Regions from separate parts of the Mus musculus genome. Here region 2 is linked to region 1. Evidence: chromatin contacts called from public promoter capture Hi-C data. All regions are on one chromosome and are shown on one strand. The core of a region is the stretch at or near the end of the contact, and the rest is flanking DNA. Distances in the headings are between cores, read along the strand shown.

The links. Promoter capture Hi-C pulls out the DNA fragments that hold promoters and counts their contacts.
Region 2: a contact with region 1 is called in a promoter capture Hi-C map of pre-B cells, with 2.7 times the contacts expected there. The contact joins the promoter of Mtpn here to the promoter of Pot1a in region 1. A contact is called at or near these places in 2 of 39 promoter capture datasets (cranial neural crest and pre-B cells) and 1 of 484 Hi-C or Micro-C datasets (CD4 T cells).

Annotation. Positions count from the first base shown.
Region 1 is chr6:25,803,748-25,810,990 of GRCm38.p6, reverse strand. Pot1a (protection of telomeres 1A) reads left to right here and starts at 1,773. Exons shown (of 18, transcript NM_133931.5): 1 at 1,773-1,816; 2 at 5,050-5,116.
Region 2 is chr6:35,537,239-35,544,572 of GRCm38.p6, reverse strand. Mtpn (myotrophin) reads left to right here and starts at 4,685. Exons shown (of 4, transcript NM_008098.4): 1 at 4,685-5,034. The coding sequence starts at 4,963.

The DNA.
Region 1 (7,243 bases), core at 524-3,023:
GTGTGTGTGTATGTATGTATGTATGTACTTAAGGAATGTATGTACTTAAGGAAAAAAAAAACATGAAATTGAAGAGTGAGGAGTGGCCATAAGTGGGTGTAGTTGGATTGAAAAAAAAAGAAGCTAAATGATGTAATTGTATTTTTTATTGTAAAAAATAATTTAAATAAAGAACGAAAACTCACACAACTTGGGAAAATCCTTGGCTAATAAGATGAGTTTACAAATTTTGACAATAAAACCACAGTGCTTTTGGACTTAGTAAAAAACTTCTTGAGACTAAGTATCTCCTTTTGGCTTAGCAACACAGAGTATTCCTGTTTTAGTTAAGGAACATTTCCATGTAATCAGCTGGGGGTTTGGGAAGGATGGAAAGGCTGATGTTAAAGGTAAGAAAAGAAACATGTTTTTCCCTGGAGTATTGTTCATCCAATGAATATTTAGCTCCTAAAGCTAGCAGCCATTATATACAGTCTTGGCTGTAAAATAGAACCGTTATCCCTGCTCCTAGTAAACTTCAAATGTAGAAGAATGTGTTTAAATACTGAGAGAAAGTAATGAGGAGAACATGACCATGCACTAGGAGGATAGACGGGATTTGACTGTGGTGGAAGTGAATGTGGCACCAACTGGGTATAGGCTTTGTCTGAAGTCAGACACAGATCAGATGGGGGATTAATTCTGAAGCGAAAGCAACGCTTTGTGAAAAACACAAGTACAGCAGCTTATTTAACAGACCGGGAATTCGTAAAACAACAATTGTGCATTTCACTCAGAAAAAGGGTTGTTCTTCCTGGGAAAGGGGGACTTTGTTCACAAGCCACTTGAAATAAGCTTCAAAGTATGCTTATGTTTGTTCCTCCCACTCCCGAAGAATGTTAACCCGTTATTATAATGAAGCTATCACCAGCAATAACGGTTCTCTTGACCAGTATGTCACCAGTTTGGTTGATGGTTCTTGTTAATTTCTCTGATTCCCTGCTTGCTTATTGCCAAAGTTGCTGCCTCCAGGACCTCAGCTGGAGTTAGAAGAATCTTCCGGTTCCCTGCTCTCAACCAAAGTGCACAGGATCCAAAATCCATACAGTGGCTAAACTTAGCGGATAAATAGTATTTCACAACTGTGTGAAGTGACTAACAGTATGGATCTGGGCCTTATTATACTCCTCTAATGGGCAGTCCTTGAATTCCACTTTAGTTGTTATTCCTGGTTCACTTATATTTTATGAACACGGGGAGTGGGGAAAGAGAAGAAAGCTTTAGAAAATAATGGCAAGGTTCTTCAGTTTACCTGAAAATACCCCAGATGTCACCAAAGTGCTATAAAACAAATAACATCATCACCATCATGTATTTATAGCCTTGGAAAAGTCGTATTTGAATGTTTAACTTAGAATAAAAGCTTTAGCGTCAGGGGCTTCCAGTCGACAGAATGGAATCTGGAACCAGCCTGGTTTAGAATAGAGTTCTCACTTGCTACAGGATTTAAGACTCTTATTTTGGATTGTGTGGCTAGCCTTTAATGGCTGATCCTAAACTGGTCCGGCTCGCCCTGCAGGCTGGGGATTGTCTCCTTTGGGCAACCGGAAATCCGCGTGAGCCAAGGAGCGGAGGGGCAAGCAGCCTTGGTGGCTGAGACACAGCTTGCTGTGGCTCCGCCCTCTTCTTCCTCTTCTTGTTTACCCGGGAGTTCCCGGCCAGCCACACTGCAATTCTAGCGGAGTACGCATGCGTGAACTAAGCTGCTCGCGCCCGCGCGCGTGCATGACGTCACAGGCGCCTAGGTCCAGACTTTAGTTGTCCGCGGGTTTTGCTGGTGAGTGAATTTGGGGAGGTTTGGGTTTCGCTGCGGGCCGACCCTGGGTAAATATAACGAGGACTCTTCACTGCAAAATTTGGTGCAGATTTGCAGAAATGCTGTTACACGTACTGTTAGTGTTGACCGATCCCTATCGGGAAGAGACGTGAACAGATCCAAGTCCTCCCTCATGCTGCTGAGTGTTTTGGGGACGGTTGGTCTCTATTCGTTAAGCAGCGATGCTATTGAGTAGCCCAGGCAAGGAGTTTGAGAAGTTTCAACCTAGAGTTCACAGATTAACATCAATTGCAAGTTTCTCTTAGGATATTTACGAGTTTGAGGGAGGAGGCAACCAATGCCAGTTTTGAAATCAGGAAGCTTTTTGGTACAGTGTGCGTACACAATATTTTCATTGACAAAGGGGTTAAAGAATAAAACCCGTGCTTATCTCCCGCCCCCACGTCCAACATTTTAAGATACCAAGGTGAAGTTGGTGAAATTGTAACATCTAAAATCTTAGAAGTTTTTTAAATACAAAAGCTAAGTGGAAATCCAGCTAAGAAGGTTGTTAACTCAGAAAACATTTTCCTCCGAGAAGGAATACCCATACTTTATATTTCGTATCTTTGTAAGAGATTGGTTTTTATTTTTACAGTTACAACTGAGACTGAATATATCAGTTTACAGTTTTCCAGCAGTCACATAACGAGCATATTATTTTATGATACAATGGAAAACGTTTCTAAGGTCCAAGATAAATATATCTGACCATTATTAATTCCAATTAGTAATGTGTAGCAGTATGATATGTGAACATGAGATAGCTTTTTGGTTTCATATGTTAGATTAAGAAATTAAAACTGAGACTTTCAGTGTGACACAGTGTATTTAACCTTTTTGACAGTCGTGTATGCTGAAGAATTTGGATGCTGTTGTAAAACTGTTAATTTCATACTAGATGTTAGCAGGAGAAAGACATATAGAGGAACCTCCTCTGCCTCCTGTACAAAGAATATATAGGATATAGAAAGCTTAAAGGGAGAAAATCCAATTAGGTAAGGACAGCAATGAATGTAAGAGTTGATAAAGATTTGAATTAGTGATAGAAAGGTTAGGAAAAAATAGTCATTTAATGCTAAGTGAACAGTACAATTTAGTATTTTTTTTCTGTTGTATGGCATTTTGGTGTTGTGTGTATGTTAGTTTGTTTAATTATCACAAAGACTTGTGACATTGATGCTTTATAGCTTACCTATATAGACAAAGGTGCTGTATTTCAGAAAGGTTAAGTAATTTTCCTGAGATCAGATAGCTAATAGATGGCAGAGATGGTATTTGAATTTAGACAGCCTGTTTCAGACATGATGAGATAAAATGCAGAACAATTAGAATAGAGGGTCAGTGAGTTCAGGAAACTTAACTGTTTTAAATTCTCAACTATGCTGGGCAAGAGGAGAGGAGACACAGTCTTGTGCCCAGAGTTCAGGTTTGGATATTGGAGAGAGCTGTCTCGGGCTATCTCAATCTGTCCCTAAGTATAGATTTTGACTTACTTCTGTGTTCCAAAAAGAAGTTGAATGCTTTTTGTTTTGTTTGTTTGTTTGGTTGGTTTGGTTGGTTTGGTTGGTTGTTGTTCTCTTTGCCAGCCACAGTGGGTTTCCACCAAACTCAGAGGCTTGTCACTCAACTCCTCTATTGTTAGGCCATTGCTCTGATGAAAAATAAGGGGGAAAGAGTCACCCAAGGCACCTGCCTTTCTGCTGTGCTATTGTCTTCCCCTTGGTCTTGACTTTCTCAGGTCTGTGAAGAGCTTGTGAATGACTGATTCCCTTGGTGCTCCTAAGTGCCCTGTACAATTGCACAGCCCATTGTTGGCCTTTACAGTCCATTAAAAATGTCTGATAAGTTTTCTCACAAATGTTAGTATCTGTCATTTGCTTTGTGCTTTTAACAAGCACATACCTCTCTTCTTTCACTCAGCTCTCTGATAGTTTATTGTCCTGTGTTTCCTCTGGTGGGTCAAAGAAGGGTTTGGAACTTGTAAGTTATCCAACCATTTGTTGTTCTTCCTAGCATTTTACCTGAGTAGAAACTTTACATCTTTATTTCTGAATCATTATACATTAAGTAACCATGTTTTCATAGTTTATACCCATAGTTTTATGATGACTCTTGTATGAATAAAGTTGTTATATTTCTGTCTCATCAGAAAGTTGGAACTTTCTTAGTTATGATTAAGTTTGGAATATTAATGTGAGAGGGAGGTATTATAGGGTCTACTTTTAAATGTTTTTTCAATAAATAAAATAGATATTCTTGTGGATGTTTACAAAGAATCATTAAAATTAAGAGCCAAAAGAAATTTGAAAACTCGTGATGAAATACTTTATTTTGTGTGTATTTTTGAGTAAATGATGTTTTTAAGTTGACAGAATAGTTAGTTACTGAACTAGAACAAAACTGAAATTGCACTTGTGTTTTATGTATTAATTTGGCCAGACTGTCCAGTATCCTAGTTTATGAGCATATCATTTCATGCTTGTAAGCTTTTTTCTTTATTAAATTATCATTTAAACTTTCTAAAACCAAGCTTTGTTTGTTGTTGTTGTTGTTGTTATGAAGAGATAATATAGGATAAGACAAAGCTTTAGAAAGTTGATTTACTTCATCATTCTCAGTATCTAAATTAAAAGGTATGTTTAAAAATTGAATTATAAGTGATATTTATTTTTAGGTCCTCTGATTTTTGTCAAGTAAATTTTAAATTTTATATGACAACAGTATATTGACTTCCGGAAGGAATGATCTAAATGAGCAATAAGAAAGATTCTCTGATGATTAATAAAGCTTCTTTAGGACTAGCATAGCATTACAACATGGAAAGCACACCGTGGGGAACTGTGAGTGTATAGCAAGGCCTAGGCAGCACAAGGTTTGAAAGGCAAATGAGCATCTTACTGAAGAGACTGTGAGCAATAACCCTTGGTCAGAGACATCGGTAACAAAAGTTACATCACCCTAGGGGTGTGTGTGTGTGTGTGTGTGTGTGTGTGTGTGGTAAGCAGAGACATTTCTGATAGTAATTCTCAGTCAGATGTGGGAACACATATCTTTTTGTGTTTTGCTACTGTTACTACAACTCCATAAATTCAGTGCTTTAAAATCTATGGTAATATTACATATATATTACACATATATATGTATAATTAAAAAATGGTCTTCTTTGCTAACTATTTTTCTTTTCTATTCAGGGAAAACTCAGTTGCTCCTTAATGCTTTGTGGAAGTCAAGCAGCTGTTTTGAAGATTATACTTTAAGGTGTGTAATGAAAGCATGCTTCATTTGTGCTTACCCTTTTGCTCATACTCTAGAAATAGGTATCTTTATCTATTTACATTTCACATGGGGCTGGGGACATACGTGCGCGCACACACACACACACACGCAGACACACACACAGATACACACACACACAGACACACACAGACACACACAGACACACACACACAGTCACACACACATATTCACACACACACAGTCACACACACACACACACACACACACACGCAGACACACACACAGACACACACACACACACACACACACTCAGTGATTCTTTACTAGGTAATGTGTTTAGAACAATGTAGACAGCCAATATCTCTCTAAGGAAATGCTATTTCCCCCTTTGCCAGCGATTTGCTGTAGTTTCTCCTCCTTCCTCTCATTCCTTCACCATTATCTGAGATCCCTTTACTCCTGCCATCAGACTATTGCAATGTCTGTTTGCTCTGTTTATATTTTTCACTAGCATGCATGACCTAATTGTTTTAGTAGCCTTTAAATTTTGCCTTCAGCATACTACTTTTTATATTATTGGCCTTCTATATAGGGAGAATTTGTTTCCTTAGTAATGTTCAAGTAAACTTGGCAAGCTAGGAAATTGTACCTTAGCCATTTAGATACTACCAGTTAGTCCTAAAGCCTGTAAATTGTTTGTATAGTCTGGGGCAGTGAATGGGAGCCAGACTATGAACTGCAAGTATTAATACCAGCACTGGGATAGACACTGTTGTTAGTTCTGGGAATACTGTAGTGACCAAATTTAACCTTTGCTTTCTAGAGTTTGCATCCTAGAGGGGGGAAGAAGTGCAATGAGTAGTTATAAAATTTGTAATACCAAATACAAATATGATCTTGTTAAAAGACAAATTAAATTTGTGGAGTCTAAAGACAGAATAAATTTTGAGGAAATTGAATATCTCTACTATATTCATCAAGTAAGATGTATTGGCAGAAAATTGAAACTTGTTTGGTTTTGGGTTTATATTAGTTTGATTTGGCAGATGAGTGCTGATTGAACTGTAAAGTTCCAGCAGGGCCAGAGATCAAGTAAGCAGAAGGCTCAGTTATGGACCTCATGTGTGATGTGAGATCTTTTAGAGAAGCCATTCATTTGTTAAGCAAACAAGAGCAAATGAATGTAGTGTGGCCGGACAGGCACTGCTGTGTCAGTGTCCAGACGGGTCTGTTTCCTTAAGCCTTTACATTTTCTCAGATGTACATCCTTGTGGGGAAATGACCAAGTGAAAGGGAGTTTTACAAGGGAAACATACATTTGTAATTAGTATCTAATCCAGAAAAGAGTTTGACATTGGACTCGCTCTTTCTGTCACTACCCTCCAAAGATAATGAATGTTCTTGTGATCCATAGGCTAGTTGTTTTTCCTTTAGTTTTATGGCCTCACATTGCTCTTCTATGAACTTTATTCTAATGAGCTTTAACCGACGACCTGGGTCTACTTTCATTACCCTGGACTGTTCCATTCTGTACATATATGGCCGCTTATCTCTTCTGGTCTTGTTCTACTGTCCATAGACAGTTGAAGTTTTATGGTTTTGGCTATAACAGATATGAGTGCATATGTTTTTAGGAATATGTGTTTCTGCAGATCATACAGAATAACTTTTAGTGAAGTTTGTGTGTTTTAGGCCATCCATGTATTTATTGTCAGTATTTCTTTGAGAATTTGGGTGACTTCCACACTGTCATCAGCATATTATATTTTTCACATTTTAAATGTATGTTGCTTAAATGTGTGTGATTTAATTTTACAGCAGTTTGGCATAGATGCCTAGGACTGTGAGGAACCTCTTTTGATATTACCATGACTGTCTTCCAAGTCACAGCAAATATTATAGCTAATGGTGTGTCACTTTAACCTTTCCCCAAGATCAGGAATAGAACTTGGGTGCTCATTCTACTCCTTGTCCAAGTAGCCAATGTTGTATACCAAAGACAGAAAGAAGCAGGGTGGGCCAGAAGAAGACCCTGGGGAACTGCTGTCAGGGGCAGATGACACAGTATATGTGAAAGCGGTCTGTGGAAACGTAGTGTCATTCATCCTTTCAGATGATGTTTTTTCAGTAAGTATTTCCCTCACATTG
Region 2 (7,334 bases), core at 3,436-5,935, 9.7 Mb before region 1:
TGCATTCAGAAAGAGGAAGAATGGGATAGAGATACCAATTATAGTCTATGGCAGTTTTGCAATCTTGTCCAGGCATTGCAGGGAGCTCCTTGGGGGGAGGGAAGGTCTTTGATTAGGCCCCAGTTCTAATCCACAGCACCTTCCTCCTCCAGTGCCATAGCTTTTTGGCAGTTCTTAGCTATATCCTCCTGGAGGGTTCTTTTCCATGATCTAACTTGTCATCTTGAATAAGTATTGAAGAATATGTGGTCCTTAGAAATCAAGCAACTTTCTCAAACTACTTTCTGTACCCTGAGAAAGAGGCCCTGAGTCATTTCAAAACTATCCACAGTTTCCTATAAATATGATTGATATAAGTATTTTGGCCTCACTTTCAGAACGTCAATCAGCTATTTCTACAGTTGATCCAAGGGCCTTAACCCCAAGCCATTGTCATTTCTTTCTTCTTGTTTCTTTCAGCCTATTAGGCAGGCAATACATGCACTATTTTGCATTACTGAAACATTTCTCTGAAGTACTACTTAAATCTACAAGGAGATCCTGTCCACAAGGCTACATTCTAACCAGACTTTGTTTTGTTCTCTCTCTTCTCTCTCTCCTCTCTCTCTTCTCTCTCTCCTCTCTCTCTCCTCTCTTTCTCCACTCTCTCTCTCCTCTCTCTCTCTCTCTCTCTCTCTCTCTCTCTCTCTCTCTCTCTCCACCCTTTTTACCTGTCTTTAATAGCGGAAAGTGAAAACCACTTGTTTGTTCGAGTTGTTCATATCTTTACCTTTTTGTTGTTGTTGTTGTTGTTGGTTTTTCGAGACAGAGTTTCTCTGTGTAGCCCTGGCTGTCCTGGAACTCACTTTGGAGACCAGGCTAGCATCAAACTCAGAAATCCTCCTGCCTCTGCCTCCCGAGTGCTGGGATTAAAGGCGTGTGCACCACGCCTGGCTCCATTTTTTTGATTCCCTATAATTGATTTAATTTTCCAAACATTTTATTTTTAACTATGTGTGTGTGTGCATGTGTGTGTGTGTGTGTGTGTGTGTGTGTGTGTGTACACATGAGTGCCAGTGCCAGTGGAGAACAGAAGAGGGTATTGGATCCCTAGAGCTTGAGTTCTAGGCCATCCAATGTGGATGCTGGGAACCAAACTCCCTGCTCCAAGAACAGTACTCATCTTAACTACTGAGGTATCGCTTAGCTCACTTGCACGCTTATTTGCAAACTGGACAGTTATTTTCTAAGCTGATCTTTTCCTGTACTGTTTTGTGTAATTTATTTATCACTATTTACCAACATGGAGAGCTGGGTTCCATTTCCAGCCTCTTCCACTTCAGCCACAAGCATATGGATTGCATTATCTGCCTCCAGGCGTCCCCATGCCCTGAGAGTCTTTCCTAATCTTTTGCTCCTATGAACGTGAATCACCATTCTCACAGCTTCTGTCATTTCCTTTTCTATGTACTACCTGATTCCTAAGTCAAAGTTCACTGGCTTTATTCACTCCTTCCCCAAACTGGGAATTGTTTAACTAATCAAGACTGACTCAGTGCTGCTCCAGGAGTAAATATCCAAGTCTCAGTGGTTGAAACAACAAATTATCTCACTCATACTACATATTCATCAAAGGATGAGGCCATCTCTGAGCAAATGCTCTTTAAGGACCCCCGGCTGTCTATGTCATCCTTGTCTTGAATGTTGCCCATTGCTACAGCAGAAGGAAAAACTGGGTTCTAGAAAGTCTTGAACTAGACAGCCGAGTGATGACTAATGTCACTTGAATTCGCAGTAATAGGCCAAAATTAGTTACATGAAATCACTCGACTACAAAGAATTCAAGAAGAGCAATCCTCTCTTGCATACAGACAGACAAAAATCATCATTTATTGAATACCCACAAAGTCCTTTCAAAATAGGTAAATAAAAAAGATGAAAATTGAAAAAAATATGATATAGGATTGAAATAAGTAGTTTTAGAAGCCTCACTTAAAGGTAAAATTTGCATGTAGATCTCAAAGATTAAAAAGAAACAGCAAGATTTAAAAGAGAATCTTAAACAGGAAATAAGATACATAGAAGCCATAGGCTGGCTTTTTCTGAAAATGACAGAAGGTAAGATATGTGGAAACTCGAGAAGCAGTGGTTAAGGGAATGTCGTGGGTTAGGATTGCCCAGGGGAGATTACAGAGGGCCCTGATCTGATGGACAAACAGAACATATATTAGGAACCTACTAAACGCTTAGAACAAGGAGTGGATGCTCTGTTTGTGCTTAAAACAGTGAAAAATCAGAATGGTGAGAAATCACCTGGAACACAGTGAAAATAAAAATGAGATTGGCCAAAAGGCCAGCTCTGTCTGCTCGGGTGACTGTAGGGATCAATAATGAACTCTACAGGAAGTCAACCAACTTTGAAGTATGTCGAGGGCCTTTGACAGTTGGGTTAGGAAAAAGTTGGGAATAGCTGGAGCTATTGTGATGTTCATGTTTCTGGTTTGGGTGACTGGGTGGTCAGTGAAGCTATTTATAGAACCATGGGGTATGTAGAGTTAGCTAAGTTTCGAATCTATAAAACAAGATATAATATACTTAAATATACTAAGCTTAAGACACTCAAATGAAATGCTGACGGTAAGAGTAGGTCACATGGGGATAGTCTTGCTTAGTGCTGAACCAAGACCTGCCATGTCCTATAACTTGGACATCACTGGGGTAGGTTTGTGAGGAACCAAACTTCACCTCACATTTTTTTTTTGAACTGAAGTTTCCTTCCAGAAAGGTGTCGATTTGTATTCTCAACCGTCAGAATTAAATACAGTAACAATGTAAGCTGCTTTTAACTATTCAGAGTTTTTGTGTGTGTGTGTGTGTGAAGTCTTTATCTATTGCTGTTCAATGATAACAAATGTGTACTCACCAGACAGCATCATTTTGCTACAAAATTTTAAGAAAAAGGGTTAAACAACTTGCTGGTCAGAACACAAAACCAGCCAGAGTATGCCCAATACTTTAAAACTATTAAACTCCACCGTATGCTTCCAACCTCTGTATTTTGTGGTGCAGAAATAAATTAGTTTGGTTTATTTGTTTACCGAATAATGAATAATAGCCTATATACATAATAGTTCTAGTAGGAATTTTTTCTCAGTGTTCTTGGGTATATACATAAATTTGAATCATTAGGATTGTAAGATAGAATTCACCAGGTGGTTGAATTCTAAGATGTTTCAGCCAAATTCTAAGAACAAAACTGGCTTCAGAAAAACAGTTCTGTTTGCTACAAATCAAATAAAAAGTGAGTGCTTCTTAAACCACACAAATTTTTAATGATGCTACGCATGTTTGTTAGCGGTCATTTGTTGGTCAGGAAAAGCTCCTAGTTTTTAATTGCCATCACACACTTAAGTATTTTCCACCATAGAAAGTAAATGTACATAATTCACGTTGTTGAGTTGGCAAGATGGCTCAACCAGGAAAGATGCTTGTGACAAAGCCCGATGGTGACCTAAATTCAGTCACTAGGACCTACATAAGAGTACTCTCCCACAAGTTGTCCTCTGAGTTTACACGTATGCACACTCATGCCCACATCAGTGCATCTGTACACAAGCACGTACGTATGCAATTAAAAAGAAATAAACCTACTGACACCGTTGTCTCAACTACGTGTTGAAGATTTCCTTCTGAGAAAAAAAAAGTTTTATTCTTTCCTTTTTATTTCCTTCTGGTGGATGTCCCAAAGAAACTGCATGGTTGAGGAAAGGGAGAAGAAAGGCCAAGAGTGGTAGTGGGAGAGAGAGGAGAAAAGACCAAGGGAGAGAGCCCCACCCAGCCACTGATGTATGAGAATAGGAATAGAGTTTGATGCCTAAAGGTAAAACAAACCAGTAGGTCCCACACGTATGCACTCAACAGGAAGCGCTAAGTGGGTTCAGAGAGCTCAACACAAGACCCGAGCACTGCTGCAGAGATGGCTCAGAGGTTAAGAGCACTGGCTGCTCTCGCAGAGGAGCCCGGCTTGGTTCCCAGCATGGCCCATATGAAGGCTCACCGCTGTCTGTATCTCTAGCTCTCTCAGATTTTATGCTTCCTCTTGCCTCTTCGGGCACTCGCACACATTGGTTCACATAAATGTATATATTCTGTCAAAACTATCATACACGTAAATGAAAATTTGGTTTTTGGTTTTTTGTTTTTGGTTTTGTTTTAAGAAGAGAGGTCACATAAAGTTGTGAAGGAAAAGTAGTGGTGAAGTGGAGAAGGGATTCAGGAATGAATTTGTTCAAAACATACTATATGCATAGATGAAAGTCTCAATAAAAATGTTTTGAGAGTGGGTTGGTTTTTTGTTTTTCCTCTTTTACTAGTTTAAAGTGGGATAGTAAGAGAGAGAGAATCTAAACACATTATTATTATTATTATTATTATTATTATTATTATTATTATTATTAGTTATTTTTAGAATTATTAGAAAGTGAGCCCTGGAAACTAACGTTCCCCTCTGTCGTGGAACTGGAGTGTCCTACTCCCATCCAACACCTCCCCAGGTTCAGCCCCTGATTTTCCTGACCTCCAGGAACATTCTACTCAGCCTCACGGCCCCGCCCATTGGAACCACGCCTCTACTCTGCCTTGGCCGGCCAGGATAATGCGCCTGCGCAAAAGTGGCTCTCCTGAGGTAAGCAGTCGGGGCGGGGTCCCGAGCAGAGCTTTCTGGAGAGAGGAAGAGGAAGAGGAAGTGGGAGGCGGGCCCTAGCGGGGCGTGAACCGGAAGTGTAAGCGTCCTGCTTCTCCTCAGCTAGGCGGAACCTGCTCTGCTGGGCCCAACGGCTGCAGAAGAACTTTCTCCCGCCCGAACCGTAGCCGCGACCCGCAGTCTCGCCCGCTCAGCGGCCTGAGGCGCGTCGCTTTCTCGTGTCCCCTCGTCGGGCCTAATCGCCGCTCCTGCCCGGCCCGCCGGCCCACCCCGCTGCAGTCATGTGCGACAAGGAGTTCATGTGGGCCCTGAAAAACGGAGACTTGGATGAGGTGAAGGACTATGTGGCTAAGGTGAGCGGGGATGCGCGGCGCTGATGCTGCGCTGCGGCGGGGTGGGTGGTCGTGAAGCCCAGGGCGTGGGGGACACCGGGAGCTGGGCCAGCTTGGGAGACTCGTGGACGCCGCAGGGCCTGGATCTGGGTGGCTCCTCGGTGCCAGGTAACCGCTGTGTTGTTGCTAAGGCGGCTGTGGCCTGTCCCAGCCCCGCAGGTAACGGGCGCCTGGTTGTCTCCCTCGATCGGCACGGGCCGGCCCTCTAATACCCCGGGTACTGCAATCTTTGAATGAGGCATTTCTCCATCTTGGCCTCGCACCGGGTTCCTGAGAAGGAAACCCGAGCAGTTCGAATCGGGAACGATTTCCTGAACGTGCGGCCTGGTGGAGATGGGGAGGATTCAGAGGATCCGTCACCCGTGAAATGAGCTGCCCCAAAATAGCCATAGTTAAATTTCTGAAACTTGGTGTCACTTCGCTCTGAAAGTCTTTAACTTGGGTGTGGCCTTTTTCCTCTCCACCACCACCACATAATATGTGTATGTGTGTGTATCGTTTGCTTCGAGTGGTAAGGTTGCCATTTGGCATCTGGGGTGTTGGGAAATCGGAGTAGTTTTCAAAAAGCCTTTTAACTTGGGGTACTCCATTATTTCATCTGAAGTCCGCGCGCGTGTGTAGTAAATAGTACTGCAGTCTGATCACGCTATGTTTGGGATATGGTTAAGAAACCCAAATTCAAAACCATACTTGGAGGTACTTGGAAAGTTCTGACCTGGCCTGCCTTTGGGTCTTAAATTGCTCCTTTTGTAATTGTAAGGAGAACTTCTATAGTTTTATTATTATTATTATTATTATTATTATTATTTTCCGAAAGTAGAATTTTGTGACAACTGTGAACATCTTGGTCCTCTTCAAAAAGTGTGAGCCTGCGGTCAAGATTTTAAATCTTAAAAGGTGTGAGCGGTGGCATCCTGCCTCACAGGACTTGTTTTAGGAAACAGGCAGAAGCAGGTTGATTGGTTGGTTAGTTTGTTTGTTTTTAACTACAGGATTGTACAAGGATGATAGTTTTTTCTCCACTTGATGCCTTATAATTTAGACTTTTCACATGTATTTGATCTGCTTAGTTGATTGTAATGGATGTTTAAGGCAAGCTACCTTCTGACTACCTTAGCTAGTAACAAATAGAAACCTGAACTACCGTCTCTTCAATGTAGAGTTATAGAAAAATACATCAACCAGTAGTGGAACAACACACGATTGTCTCAAAGTGAGTGGCTCTTGTTTTTCCAGCCCCTGCTCAAACATAGGGGATTTAAAATACAAAACATTAATAAAGAATTTACAGTTACAAAAATAACATGCATGAAATTGTTTCTGTTGTCAATATGTTAACTTACAACTTCATGACTGAACCATTCATCCAAAGTGGAAATTGGGTGATTGTCCTGCATAGCTGAGGTTTATCAAGACTACCTTGCTTCACTCTCCAGTCTCAGCATGACTTGAAGTTAGTTGCTGCTGTTTCCTATTCCCCACCCCACCCCACCCCACCCCCTGTATTTTCTTGATTTGGTTTGCCCACCCCCATCCTGGTCATCTTCAATAGTTAGCTGAAGGGATCAGTGTTTATTTTAAGCATATTTTTTTTCTCAGTGAACTTCCTTCTCTAACTTGATGATAGATGCTTTTGACTCTATATCACTTCCAACTCTATCTTTTGGTCTACTGGGACATTGTGTTGTGTTGAACAATTCTTTTTCTTCCCTATCTGAAAGCTGTACTCCAGACCCTCACTTGTATTTCTTTAAGTAGCTTTGTCCATGTACGCTTACATTTGACCAAGTAAGCTTCACCAGTTAGCCTCCAAGCTCATGAATTCATGTTTGTCCTCTTAACCTAAATATCACCTCTTCCAAAAACAAACAAAAACCAAAACCCAAAACAAACAAGCAAACAAAAACTCCCAACACCTCACCTTGAAAGGAAGTGAAGCTTCTTATCCTGTTTCTCATTGTGATTTTGCAGAGTATCTGTTCTTCATTAGGCCCAGAGCCTCTGGACAGTAAATGCTCTGTTCTTTTAAATCTTAATATCTCCAGTATAACCCTATAACACATTAAAAGCATATGTTCTTAGTAAGAACGTCTTTCCTTACTGTGATTTTTAGCTATGATTTCAATAAACTAAACTAGTTATATAAAAGTAATTGCCGGGCATGGTGGCGCATGCCTTTAATCCCAACACTCAGGAGGCAGACAGAGGCAGCCTGGTCTACAAAGTGAGTTCTAGGACAGCCAGGGCTACACAGAAAAAAA